2 separate regions of the Sus scrofa genome follow, and region 2 is linked to region 1. A link is a contact called in public Hi-C data. All regions are on one chromosome and are shown on one strand. The core of a region is the stretch at or near the end of the contact, and the rest is flanking DNA. Distances in the headings are between cores, read along the strand shown. Region 1 has its middle 190 kb from the start of NUDT4. Region 2 overlaps LOC102158255 (a long non-coding RNA gene).

The links. Hi-C and Micro-C count contacts between places; a contact is called where the count stands out from the background.
Region 2: a contact with region 1 is called in a Hi-C map of liver, with 6 times the contacts expected there. The contact joins two enhancer-like sites. A contact is called at or near these places in 2 of 47 Hi-C or Micro-C datasets (fetal skeletal muscle and liver) and 1 of 2 datasets of contacts at active chromatin or transcription factors (skeletal muscle).

What each region holds. Positions count from the first base shown.
Region 1 is chr5:89,916,292-89,923,635 of Sscrofa11.1, reverse strand. No RefSeq gene overlaps it. Among named protein-coding and RNA genes, the nearest start is that of NUDT4, 190 kb to the right of the region's middle. Within about 2 kb of position 3,190, at least 4 of the 83 cell types and tissues checked have an H3K27ac peak or open chromatin away from gene starts, as enhancers often do. A contact at or near this core is called in liver, where this site is marked.
Region 2 is chr5:90,070,606-90,077,584 of Sscrofa11.1, reverse strand. All of the region lies in intron 1 of LOC102158255 (a long non-coding RNA gene), which reads right to left. Among named protein-coding and RNA genes, the nearest start is that of EEA1, 58 kb to the left of the region's middle. Within about 2 kb of position 4,429, at least 18 of the 83 cell types and tissues checked have an H3K27ac peak or open chromatin away from gene starts, as enhancers often do. A contact at or near this core is called in liver, where this site is marked.

The DNA.
Region 1 (7,344 bases), core at 1,941-4,440:
TAATGCCTTTCGAGGTCATAGGATTTAGGTCATTTATTTATTTTTATTTTTTAAAATTTATTTATTTATTTATTTATTTTGGTCTTTTTGCCATTTCTAGGGCTGCTCCCTCGGCATATGGAGGTTTCCAGGCTGGGGGTCGAATCAGAGCTGTAGCCAGTGGCCTACACCACAGCCACAGCAACGCAGGATCTAAGCCACGTCTGCAACCTACACCACAGCTCACGGCAACACCGGATCCTTAACCCACTGAGCAAGGTCAGGGATTGAACCCACAACCTAATGGTTCCTAGTCAGATCTGTTAATCACTGAGCCATGACAGGAACTCCCATTTATTTCTTTTTAATCAGTTTTAATTAACTACAGTTTTCTAGAGAATTGGCAATTTTGCATATTTCAGTTAATTGACAAAGTTGTATGTGATCGTTCCTTGTTAGCTGTCTATTTTCTGGTATATTTGTGATCATATTACTTTCCAACTCCTAATTTCAATATTGTTTTGGATATCGTTTGTATATAATGCCATGTGAGACTGGACGTAGGGAGGCCCAGTTTTAAATGTGTTGGAATAGCCCATGTAATACCCCAATACTTACAACAGCCCAGAGTTTGAAGCAGGAATAGAAATAAAAATACCGTTAGAACTAACCCACTGTAACTTCTACTGTCTCACATACAGATGGCCAAAAAACACATGAAAAGATGTTCAACATCACTCATTATTCAAGAAATGCAAATCAAAACCACTAGGAGGTACCACCTTACACCAGCCAGAATGGCCATCATCAAAAAGTCTACAAACAATAACTGCTGGAGAGGGTGTGGAGAAAAAGGAACCCTGTTACACTGTTGGGGGGATTGTAAATTGGTGCAACCACTGTGGAAAACAGTATGGAGATCCCTCAGAACACTAAACATAGAACTACCACTTGATCCAGCAATCCCACTCCTGGGCATCTATCCAGAGAAAACCATGACTCGAAAAGACACATGTACTCCAATGTTCATTGCAGCACTCTGTACAATAGCCAAGACATGGAAACAACCTAAATGTCTATCGACAGAGGAGTGGGTCAAGAAGATGTGGCACATACACACAATGGAATATTACTCAGCCATTAAAATGAATGGAATACTGGCATTTTTAGCAACATGGATGGACCTAGAAATTATCATGCTAAGTGAAGTCAGTCAGACAATGAGACACCAACATCAAATGCTTTCACTGACATGTGGAATCTGAAAAAAGGACAGACTGAACTTCTTTGCAGAACAGATGCTGACTCACAGACATTGAAAAACTTATGATCTCCAGAAGAGACAGTTTGGGGGGAGGGGGGATGTGCTTGGGCTGTGGGATGGAAATCCTGTGAAATTGTATTGTTATGATCATTATACAACTACAGATGTGATAAATTCATCTGAGTAATTAAAGAAAAAAACTTCTACTGTCTCAAATTTCTCCCTGTTGAATCACCTAACTTCAAATGCATGCCTGTACATAGTCCTTAGAAATTTGTTCTTCTACTTAAATGCAAAGTGGTGGTGTTCTATTTTCTCTAATTGCTCAGCCCCTTCAAAAAACAAAAGACAGCAACATATCTCTCCTAAAACATACCTTCTGCAGTTTAAGTATCCTCGGTTTTTCTTCTCTTTTCTTTTTTCTTTTTATTTCATTTTATTTTTGTGGCCATACCCATGGCATATGGAAGTTCCTGGACCAGGGATTGAATCCAAGCCACAGCTATGACCTATGCCACAGCTGTCGCAATGCCAGACCCTTTAACCCACTGCACCAGGCCAGGTATCAAACCCACACCTCCACAGTAACCAAGCCACTGCAGCCAGATTTTTACCTGACTGTGCCATAGCAGGAACGCTTCCTCGGTTTTTCTAACAGTTACTCAAGCACATGGAACCCCAAGATCTTTGTCAGCTCTCCTCATCTGGGGCCTAGCATCTTAAACTGAGTCCTTTACTCCAGATACAGTGTGACCTACACAAGTAGGATGAGCCCAGGAGGAGGAATGGATTAGACCTTACATAAGTGTTTCCCCAAATTCATTGATTTCTGCTCACTCCCTTACTCTGCTGACTCATGCTAATTTTGCGGTCAGCCAAATCTTTTGTACAAGCTGTTGAAGAATCTTTATTCCCAAGTAATATAAGAGCACTGCTTCATTATATGATTTCCTAGTCCACAGACTTACGAAGAGAATTCAAAGCATTATCTGGCCTATAAGCAAATATCCTCATAGGCAAGGATGGAGGAGCAAGAAGACAGTTCTGTCCTCAGCAATCTAGAGGAAGAGATCTTTCTTTATATAGGAAGGCATCTGTCCAATCGCCAAGAACAGAACAGGAAAAAGAATTACCATGTCCTGAGACCTTACTGGTTGCCAAATCTAAGTGAGGTGCTTCAGCGTTAGTCCGCATAACGATGGTAGGTCAGGATGTGGTGTAAAGTAATAAAGATGTAAGTAAACGAATGCCAGATAGGAGTTTCCACTGTGGTGCAGTGGGTTAAGAATCCAACTGCAGCTGCTCAGGTTAATGCGGTTTGATCCCTGGCCCAGCTCAGTGGGTTAAGGATCCTGCATTGCTGAAGCTGCGGCATAAATCACAGCTGTGGCTCGGATTCAATCGCTGGCCTGGGAACTTGCATACACCACCAGTTCGGCCATTTAAAAAAAAAAAAAAAAAAAAACCAGAAAAATGATCTCCATTTTATGTATGAGGAAACCAAGGCTCAGAGCCCAAATTTCCCAAAATGGTACAGCCAAAAAGCAATGGGACCTTATTAGCCTCTAAAATTCATGTGACTTCTTCTACACGGTCAGCCAGGATTGAACAGATGTAGTTGAGGCAGCAAGCAGCAAGGGCACTGGGCAGTGCTTTACAGCTCAATGAAGGCCTTTCACCTACATTAACTCTTGTAAATTTTATTGAAGTATCATTAATTTACAAGGTCGTGATAATTTCTGCTGTACAACAAAGTGATCAGTCATACATAGACACATACCCATTTACATTGCCTCTTGATTTGGTCTTCACAACATCTTCATGAGATAAGCAGAGCATTTGATACAATCTTTATTTACAGGTAAAGCTATCAGTGCTCAGAGAATCAAGTGGCCTATCCAAGGTCACCCAGATAGACAGTGAGGTTGCAGAGCAAACCTTGACCCCAGGCTCTCTGATAATAAGCACTGTGCAAACACCTCTCCGGGCAAGGGCAACATCAGGGAATGGGGCAAGTGCTGACGAGCAAGGTGGAAATGGGGAAGGGAAACGTTCAAAACCCCAACCTTTCCAAGAAACTGCAATGCGCTTATTATTTTTTAATTATCTTGAATCTTCAAGAACACAAGAAAGGTCAGGCTGCTGACCAAGAGGCAGAGCAGCCCAGGACAGATAGCATCACTGTTTCTTCCACAGCAAGGATGAAGCCTGCCTCTGCCTAGCAAGGATATTGGTGCAATAGATTCTGCAGAGAAGTAGGCTGTAAAGCTGAGCCCAGAGAACCTAATGGCCTTTGACTTCTTCAGCAAAACCAGAATCTTAAAAAAAGAAAAAAAAAATGCTCAGAATAAATCAAATGTGTTCATTTCAAAATCCATTGAAGACATGTAGATTTATTTTTTCTTTTTCAGCCCTACCCACGGCATATGGAAGTTCCTGGGCCAGGGATCGAATCTGAGTCCAAACCGTGACTCGACTTACACCACAGTTGCAGCAATATCAGATCCTTCATCCACTGAGCCAGGCCGGGGATGGAACCCGAGCCTCCACAGAGACAAGCCAGATCATTAACGCACTGCGCCACAGCAGGAACTCCAAAGACCTGTAGATCTAACATCAGTCAGTATTCATAGAACATTTGGTTTTATCAGTTATTTAAACTTCGCTTAAGTCAGGCACCAGCTTATTCAGGCCCACAAAATAGAGGCTTTGCTGGTTAATTGGCAATTTTCCAGCTGGTTACTGGTTCTCACATGGTCCCAGCTGAAAGCAAATCACCCCTTGGGAGATTCTCTTTTTTCTTGTGCCATCAGTGCAGGCCTATTGCCCCCTCTCAAGCCTGGCTGAGAAATAGTTCTCCTGGAGAACAGGAAATTTTACCCTAGGGATTCTATGTGCCCTCAACAAGCAAAAAGGGTTCTTTACCTATCAACAGGTGGTGATAGGAGGAGTTCCCATTGTGGCTCAGTGGTAACAAACCCAGCTAGGATCCGTGAGGATGTGGGTTTGATCCCTGGCCTTGTTCAGTGCGCTAGGGAGCCAGCGTTGCCATGAGCTGTGGTGTAGTTTGCAGACTTGGCTTGCATCCCGTGTTGCCATGGCTGTGGTGTGGGCAGGCAGCTGCAGCTACGATTTGACCCCTAGCCTGGGAACTTCCATGTGCGGCCCTAAAAACAACAACAACAACAAAAAAAACCAAAACAACCAACCAAAAATACAAAAAAACAGGTGGTGGACATATTGTTTTCATTATAATAATCAAGAAAGAGTTTCGTGGAGTTCATGTTGTGGCTCAGCAGTAACAAACCGACTAGGATCCACAAGGATGCGGGTTCAATCCCTGACCTTGCTCTGTGGGTTAAGGATCCTGTATTGCTGCGGCTATGGTATAACCCAGCAGCTATAGCCATGACCCTTAGCCTGGGAACTTCCATATGCCACAGGTGTGGCCCTAAAAAAAAAGACAAAAAAAAAAAGTTTCATTTCTTCAACCAACACATTAAGAAATCTGGGAGAAGACACTAAGATTTTCCTAGTCTTTCCAAGCCTAGCTGTGGTTCATATTCACCTAACTACCATAAAAGAATATTCAGATGCCTGGACTCCTCCTAGAAATGATTCTGCTGCAGAGAAACATGTTAAACTACATTATGAAGATGCCATCTCAGCATGTCAGCGAAATCCAGACTGTGGAAAAGAAAGATGAAGGGAGAACTTGCCGATTTAAAGAGACAGAGACTTTATACCAATGTGGTGTTTGAACTTAGTTGATTCTCATTTAAAACAAACACAAGGTGAAAACAACAAACAAAAGAAAATCTAGGACGTTTGGAAGACAGTTGAAATTTTGAACACTGATTAGATATATGATGACATCAGGGACATTACTATTTCTGTTGAGATTTAATGATAAAATTACAGCTGTTTTTCAAAATCAGTTTACACCTTGCAGTGAAATGTACTAAATGTTTTTGGATAAAATGATATTTAAAATTTGCTTCAGTAAGAGCGGAGAAGAAATATAGATGAAGCAAGACTAGTCATTAGCTGATAATTAGTTGATAATTGCTACAGCTGGCTGGTAGGTTCACGCGCGTAAGTGGGGTTCATTATGCTTTTTGATCTACTTCAGTATATTTTTGAAATCTTCCACAATAAAATTTTACTCTTCTAGGTTTGTGAACTGTTCTATTTATTTTTCCTCCCCGCCTCCACCTTAACACATATATATGAATGTATATACGTAGGCCACACTGTTCCAATGTGAATTAAATGTTTATTTCCCCAGAGGAGGAGAAAAGACAAGTGAAAGTAGGGCACTTTTGTACTGTGTACAAATACAACAATTTCCAGAGATTCATATAAGATTTGATATAAAACTGAGGCATGTAGAAAGAGCTGTTGCCAACATCAGATCAGTCTGTTTACCTCTGAAAACTAGGTTCCCCTCTCCTTTTAAACTACAGCAGTCTGGTTTTTTCCTTCATAAAACTGCCATGTCTGCAAAAGTACCCATGTGTGTGCTGTGTGTGTGTACATAGGGCCACCCGTGTATCTTTGCGCAGGTTATGCACTGCACAAAACGATCACATCGGAGGGGGTCCCCTTCACATTGTCAGCATTGTGGATTTAGCTTTTTCTTATGACAACTATCTTGCAAATGCAATAAAATGTTCTAATCAAATCAGTACATTTGATAACTTCCCAACAGATGGAATCAAAAGGGTCTTAAGGTATGTGCTCCTTTTTCAATCATGGACTCAATAAATGGGCTAGCAATGGACTTGAACTGCCTGATGGCCTGAGTTTGAATTCCTTCCCTTTAAATCACTCACTGACTTTACAATCTTCACAAGTTACTTAATGGCCCTGAGCCCAAGTTGTTTCAACTGTAAAATGGGATGATATTATGGAGAGAATTGTTTAAAACATTAAATATATATGAAACAGTGCCTGGCATAGAGTAAGCCCTCCATTAAGTGTTAGAGATCAGTTATTATTATATTATTCATACTTATTCTAATTTCATGGATATAAATGTGTATTTATGTGTGTTGTATCATTCATAAGCTCAATGAATAAATTATTGCAATGGACTTCAAAAAGACTATCTCCACCATTTTACTAACCCAGACTGTTTTAAAAAGAGGACATTTCTCCAAACCATCAAGCTTTGGAAAATGCTGTAAAGCTCAAGGTCCAAAGAAGCAGCCAGGGTTTATAAGCCTCTCTGCACACAGGAGCTGTATGCATATGCTGATCAGGAGTTCTCAGAAGAAAAATTCTGGGGTTTTTCCATCCTTCTAAGTACTTGGCCAGGACGCTCCTAATGGGAAAAGATCCAGTGGGAGTTGCCAGCCACAGAGGGGGTATTACCCCACAGGCAGAATAGTCAAAACGCTTCAAGAGGTTAAAAGACTATTTTTAAAAGGGAAGAACATAGAGTATGCCTTTAACTTGGTGTTAAAAATAAACTCAGCTGCCTCCTGTACACTTCCCACCTCCTCCCACCGTCCTCCCATACCCTGCCTGCCCATGTGAAAGAGCCTGCGTGTGTTTCATTTTGCTTCTTCTCATGAGCTTTCTTTTTTTTTTGCTCTTAGCCAAACATGGGCCACTTGGTTTTCAGTTCAATAAAACAAGTTGCATTCCGTCTTCAAATTTCCGCAGGGACCCACGGAAGACAGGCTGGATTACAACTCAGAATTAACCCATGTCAGAGGCTGAGGAAAAGCTGTGTCCAGAGATAGATTAGCAAAATGGAGCCCTGCCAACTTTCCCTCAAGCTGGGAAGCGTCTGCAGGGCAAGGGGTGGGGGGCCTTAGGCAAGGGGGCCTTTTATTGAATTCTGTTTAATAGTGAGGTTTAAGCACAGACCTTTCCTGAGGCATGATCATTCATGGAATACTGCTTTGCTGAGTTTGTTTCAATAAATTCCATTAAACAACCACAAGAATCCTATAGATCTGATATGCCAGTATTTGTCCAATAAAAGAGCTAATCTATATAGCAGAAGATCTGCTGTTCTAGAATGAATAATTTCCATTTCTTCTTGTCTGTCGTTGGTAGAGGGCCATCAAGCTCCCAACGGAAGGCAAAGG
Region 2 (6,979 bases), core at 3,180-5,679, 150 kb before region 1:
GGAGGAGCTTGAGCGCAAGCTCACTTCCCTGTCATACCCTGGAGATAGCTGCACACAAGCACATTCGTCTCTATGCGTCAACTTCCAAGTGTATCTAGGTTATTGAACCAAAAAACATGGGAAAAAGACAATCGTATTCATTCCTTTCTTTCAAATATTTATCGAAATCATAAACAAGAGTAATTTATCTCCCTGAGAAATTTTACGTGTCTGCCTTGGCCCATGTTCTTTTGATTAAAGAAGTGGAGAATAAGAACCAATTATTTTTTCAGCAAAATAAAGTTCAGTTGCACTTTAACGCCTCTAATTTGATTAATATGAAGAGCAATATGCTTTACTCTACATTATCTAATAAAAGAGAGGGCGAAGGGTGAATTATAAGAGTATATAATTTATTTCAAGAAGGTCAGGATAGTTCAAAGACAGAAATTAAAACCATGTAATTCACGTTAATGGACCAAAGGACAAAAATTACATGATCTTCTCTTATGCATGCAGAAAAAAATTCTAAATCAATAGTGAACTTGTGAAAAAAGTGTTTAGAAAACAAAGACTAGAGAAGTCTCATAACCTGATAAGGCTCTCTACTGAAACTTGGCCGCAAATTTAACATTTATGGAAGAAATGTTAGAAGCATTTCCTTTATGGGTGAGAGCACTTTCTCACCTTCACTTTCCCTGTGATGTTGGAAGCCATGGCCTCCAAAAGAAATCAAGAGAAAGACGTATAAAGATGGGAAGGAAACGAGTGTCAAGAAACTGAGCTGCCATTATTTCCAGATGATATAAATATTCCCAGAAAACTCAGAAGAGAACCAGTAGAGAAACTATTTAGGAAGTTCCTGTCGTGGCGCAGTGGAAACGAATCCGACTAGGAACCATGAGGATGTGGGTTCAATCCCTGGCCAAGCTCAGTGGGTTAAGGATCCGGCGTTGCCGTGAGCTGTGGTGTAGGTCCCAGATGCAGCTCGGATCTGGCATTGCTGTGGCTGTGGTGTAGACCAGCAGCAAGAGCTCTGATTAGACCCCTAGCCTGGGAACCTCCATATGCTGTGGGTGCGGCCCTTGAAAGACAACCCCCCCCCACCAAAAAAAATGCAAAAGCTATTTAGAAATACTGCGTTAACCTAGGAAGTAACCTAACAAATACGCACAAAATCTTTTGGACGAATCTTTAAAATTCTACTAAAGCAGTATTTTTCTAACTTTAATTACATTCAAATCACCTGGGGATCCTGCTTAATAAGTAGATTTTGATTCAGTAGTTTGGGGGCAGGGTCTAAGAATGGGTATTTCAAAACATCCCCAGTGAAGCTCATGCAGCTGGTCCATGGACCACCCTTTGAGTACCCTAGTAGTGAAGCAGTTAAAAAAAAAAATGTTGAGAAACCTAACCTTGATAAAGACTCTGCTTATCTCCAAAATAATCTATGATATTGACATAATCCCCACCAAAATCCCAGCAAAATTTGAGGGCTAAGGAATATTTGCTTAATTTACATTACAAAAAAAAAAAAAAGCCCAGCTTCAGGACTAAAGAAAGAGCCCTGAGTCAGTTACAGAGACATCAGTGGTTTAATGGATGGGGAGCTTACCCCACTGTGTGCAGCAGACTGTGAGAGGGACAAGGCAGCAGTCTTTACTCCCTGAGGGCAGGGGGAGGCATTGATGTCAGGCTGACATCAGTTATCAGGGAAACAGCAGAGGGGAGGCCCCTCACTACCCCTTTGATAAGCTGTCAGGGTGGAGATGTTCTGATCTCAGAATAGGGAGTTCTCTTGTGGCACAGTGGGGTAAGGTTCCAGCGCTGTCACTGCAGCGGCTTGGGTTCCTGCTATGCTGGGGGTTCAATCCCTCTCTCCTCCTTGCAACTGCCATATGCCGCAGCTGTGCACCCCCCCAACACACACACACACACACACACACACACACAAGGAGATCAGAACAATCACTAGCTGGGGCGGGGGCAGGTATGTAGGAAGGTGAGTCATGTGAGTAAGTGAAGCAGGCACCGGTCAAGCAGGGCATATATATAGAGAAAAAAAACGTCATCCTGAGTGGCCTCACCATACACACGTGTGCGTACACGCACACACGCACGCACACAGAGAAAATGACCTGAAATGGACTATATTCCTGGATGGAATTCAAAGACAGAAAGAGGTGAGAGACAAACCCTTTCCATCAGGATGGTTCCCCCTCCTGAGTACACGGGAGCTACCTACCACTAATCTCTTGCAATTCAAGGAAATTCCTCCGCATTTCTCGCAAGGGCCAGTCCTTGGTCATGGTTCCAGTATACCACATGGTGAGTTTTGAACATTCTTCTGTTGCTGTATGTATTTAATTGTAAAAGTGGTAAGAGCCACAGCTACTAACCAGTTGTGGGTTCAACGAGGCTCAATTTTTGATTATTGAATCCAACGTATTAGTGGTTTTTTCCAACTTTGTGTTATCCACACATCTGATTTTCATGTCTTCTTTGTTTTCATTCAAGTTCATAATAAAAATATTTGAATAGGTCGGGGTCATGGACAAAGGTCTCAGACAAATAATTGAGATTTTCCACAAAGCTGATATGAATCCATTAATTAATCAACAGGGTTTGGCTAAGCCTTTCCTGATTCCTTTCCTCTGTATTATCTACTCTCCCTATGGCTGAAGCTCTAGAGATTTCCATCTATGGGCTTGGCCTCCCCGTGTGTCTGGGAACAATCCTAGGAATCTGAAGGTCTCCAGACTAAAACTGCAGAACTCAGATTTGGGTCATGTTTCCTCCTGGTATAGTATTGGCTCTCTTCCAAGGTATAACAACTAAGCTTCTGCCATGTGGCCTATTCTTAAATTACTATCTTGATGAGTTGCTTTTTAACTCCGATTATCCTATGATTAGAGCACTTCCACTTTTTAAAAATAATTAAACTTGGGTTCTGTTCATTTATTTCCCCAAAGTCCCCATACAATAATTTTTTCCTCCTAAAATCCAACACGAAAATTGGAAGCTTGTAACCTGTCAATCTTTCTGTGATGCCAATCCTTGCTTACCAAGGTTTCCAGTTATTTGCACCCTATTCCCAGCATGCTTTTAATTTGCCCCACTGTTTGTATTAGACACTTGTAAGCCTCCTCCATGTTGGCTGCTTGCCTGTACTGACATCTGCTTGCTGTCTGTCATGGCACCCTTACAATGCCATGACCTGCCAACCAACCAGTCTTCCACTAGCATCTTATGCTTCTTCAGTATCTGCATCTTTCTCCACTATTTTCCTGTTTTGTTGACCAAAATATTATAAGCAGTTTTATCTGATGTGTGCTGAAATCAAGTATTTCTATGACTTTCTCTGATATGTAATCTACTATCTACTAATTCTATCAAAGAAGAAATAATTTCAGTTTGGCACGCTTGATCAAAGTAGAGTCTACTCTTTACCGTTCATGTTTCTAAATGCTTACATAGGAAATATTGTTCCATTCTCTGGAATGACTTTTATCTGGATATGGAGATTTGAATGTCCATCTCCCACGAAGATCTGGCCAACCAAGGTACCAATTTATAGTCACCAGTACATACCAGTAAGGAAAATTTACTATCTCACATGACAAGAAATCCTGGGGTAGGTTGGCTCGCAGGTTGGTTGATTCAGCAGCTTAATGACATCATCAAATATCCAGAGTCCTTCTATATTTCTTTCACTATTTGGTTTGGCCTTTGGCTGGCTCCCTTCATGGATGCAAGGGAGCTCCCACAGCTCTAGTATCATGCCTCGCTAAAAATAAGGATTATTTTTCCTATAAGTTTTTTTTTAGGAGCAGGAGAATATCCTTAGAAAATCCCTTTTGCTAAGCTCTCGTTACACTTTATTGCACAGAACTGGGTCCCCTGCCCCTTCTGAGCCAATCACTGGCAAGCTCAGACTGATCAAAAATTAATCCCGAGACATGTAGGGAAGGGATGGGCAACCCCTTCAAACTGGCTCTTTACCAGACAGGAGAAAGTGGGCAGAGGCTCTTGACTAGCAAACCATACTGTCTGCTTCAGACAGAGGGAATTACTCCCTGATTTGGAGGGGAGGGATATTTGAAAGCAGTTATTGAAGAAGATTCATTAACATAGCATGGATTTTATCTGTCCAAAATAGTTTAAACGGGGTTGTGTCCAAAACAAAGGGGTAGATTAAGTTATCTCTAAAATTCTCTGCCAACTGTGTAATGCTGTGAGTCTCATTGTTTCCAGTGGGGAAACTGCTTGCAGTTTGGAATTGTGCACATCAGCAGAGTCTGTGCGGCCAGCAAAAGTCCACAGTTGCTGATCTGTGAACATTTCCCCTAATAGCACATTTGTGGAAAACTGAGTCACAGGGATTCTAGGTACTGTGAATCCATTGTCTGAACAATTGTCTGAATGCCTCGCGTCTTAGACACTGGCAGCTTCCCTGTAAACAGACAAACTATAATGGAACAGTTGACATAGAGTGTGGGGTTGGGCAAAGCAAAGCAGGCTGGGCTAACTGGTTTTTCATTGGCAAGGTTCCTTTTTATTTATTTTGGGCTGAAAGCAGGAAATTGTGTTACATAAGGCAATACACTGAATGTGAATGTTAGTGCTGCGATGGAAGAAAACTTGCAGAAAACTTGACCTGACTCATTTAATTAGGTGCAGAGATATTACTGTGCTACATGGTGAGCTATTCAGAGGAAATACAATCCATATGACTTCTGCTTGAGCAACCCAGGTCCTCCAAGAGAAAACTAGGGAGGGGAGGAACGAATTGGGTGGAGAAGAAAGTTATTTTTGTGGCAGTCAGGGTATGATTATTTGTAAGTCCACTAATTATCAGCCAAGGCTCTCATTTCCCTGGCAGTAAGGAGAGGAGCAGCTGAATGGAAGTGATCCTTCAGGCATAGAGTCTAGGGACTCAGCAACTGATTGGTTTTGGGGAGCAAGAAAGAAGAGTTGAAGATAATGTTGCCCGTTTCCTAATATTATTGAGCAATTCACTACATCAGGAACACATGCTAAATGCTTCGTATAATTACTGTGTCCCTTACTTCTCCCAATAGTCCTGTTGAGTAAGTACTGCTGTTCTTTCCATTTTATAGCTAAAGAAACTGAGGCTTCATGGGGCTAATTTAGTAAATGGCAGCAATAAGATTAGACTCTAGATCCTGATTCTTAATTCATTGCTACACTCTGCCTTTCAGGGTGGAGAGGAGGCAAATGAGGAATTTTTATTTAGATATATCGAGTTTTAATTGTTGGCAGGACATTCCGTTGAAGATGTCCAGCAGGCTATAGGAAGTTGAGGAAAAGATCTAGGATGGAGGACTGATTTGGCAATCACCTGCTGAGGGTACAAGTTAAAATCATGAGCTTGCCTTTCGAGACTATGAGGGCTACCTACTCCGTGTGACTATCTTTTGCACCTCAAACATCAGGAATTGGAAGAAACATTGGTTTACCCATAGGCTCATCTTACTGGCTTGACTGGCCCACCAGCGGCTTCTGTGACTTTGGGCAAGTCGCTTAAGCTCTGAATCTCTGTTAAATGAAGTCTCTTCCAGCTCTCAAGTTCTAGACTAAGTAAGTAAGTAAATTCAAGCCCGGACTAAGGTAACTGCAGTGCGAGAGGAAAAGAAGAAGAATGCAAGAGTTACTGTAGAGACAACCGACCAGATGCCAAAACATGGGAGAGAAAGAGAAACAGAAGATAGAGAAAACTTTTCCAGCATAGATGTAGGACTATCTCTATCAAGATAGAGAAGGAGGTGGTGCCCAAGACTTTTGAAGAGATGATAAGGGGCTTTGTTCTGGATACAGAAAGGTGAAGTGTTGTCCATTGGGTATTTCTGTGGGCGTTGGTAAATTGCTGGGCTAGAAATATTTATTTATACAGACACGGAGCCTAGATGTGAAGAGGGCAGAGCAGGTGATTCACGAAATAACCTTTGAGATCTTTTCTGTCTCTCGGCCTCCCTGACCATGGTCTCCGTGGCAACGTGACTCACTGTCCACACTGGATGACCTCACGCTGGATCAGCTGGTTTTCGCGCTGTCTGACAAATGGCAGAGCACCCTCAGTGTTTTCTGAATGGGTGGCAATGTGGTTCCAGATAGTTCAGCTACTTCTCCATGCTCTGTTACTTTCTGCCTTTCTTTTTACATGCCTTTCTAATAAGCCCTACCTTTAATCTTTCACATCTGAATCATCCTCTCCCTGCCCTCTACCCCCAGCTGCTGGCTCCTACAGTGGGCAGCTCTTTACTACTTCATTCATCATTTTTCCCCACAGCCTCCAGTTTCATTCATACCCTTTCTTAGGCCCCATGAAAACTTCCTAACTCCTTAATTTCTAACCAACAATAATTCTACTCTTCTATCTCTTGCATTCTTTTTTTTTCCTCCCCACACCCATGACATATGGAGGTTTCTGGGCCAGGGATCAAACCCATGCCACAGCAGCAATCCAAGCTGCTGCAGTGACTTTGCCAGATCTTTAATCTGCTGTGCCACAAGGAAACTCATGTTGCATTCTTATTGTTCGCTCTCATTTTTATCATCATCATTAATGGATAATTTGTGCCAAGCCTCAAATGAAGTGTTCTGTATGTATTAGCTCATTTAATTGTTACAATAATCCTGAGTGGCAGGTACTCTTTGTCCTATTATACAGGGAAGGAGCTGAGGTTTGGCATGATTGCATTACTCGCCTGAGTCCTGTAGTAAACTGGGGATGGAGGAATGGAACCAGATGGTTTAATGCCGAAGCCCAAGCTCTCCCCACTCTGTGTCACTGCTCTCTAGCCCAACTAATGGTTTCATGCCTCTTATCTTGGACCAATTGTATTCCACTTCTCCGAAGTGTTTTTGGCATTTTCATGAATGAGTACAATTATTTAAGCAACTAATTCTTATATATTCCATAAAAAAACTCTTGTAATTGCACATCATCACTCCCAAACCAACCAGACCCACATATCAT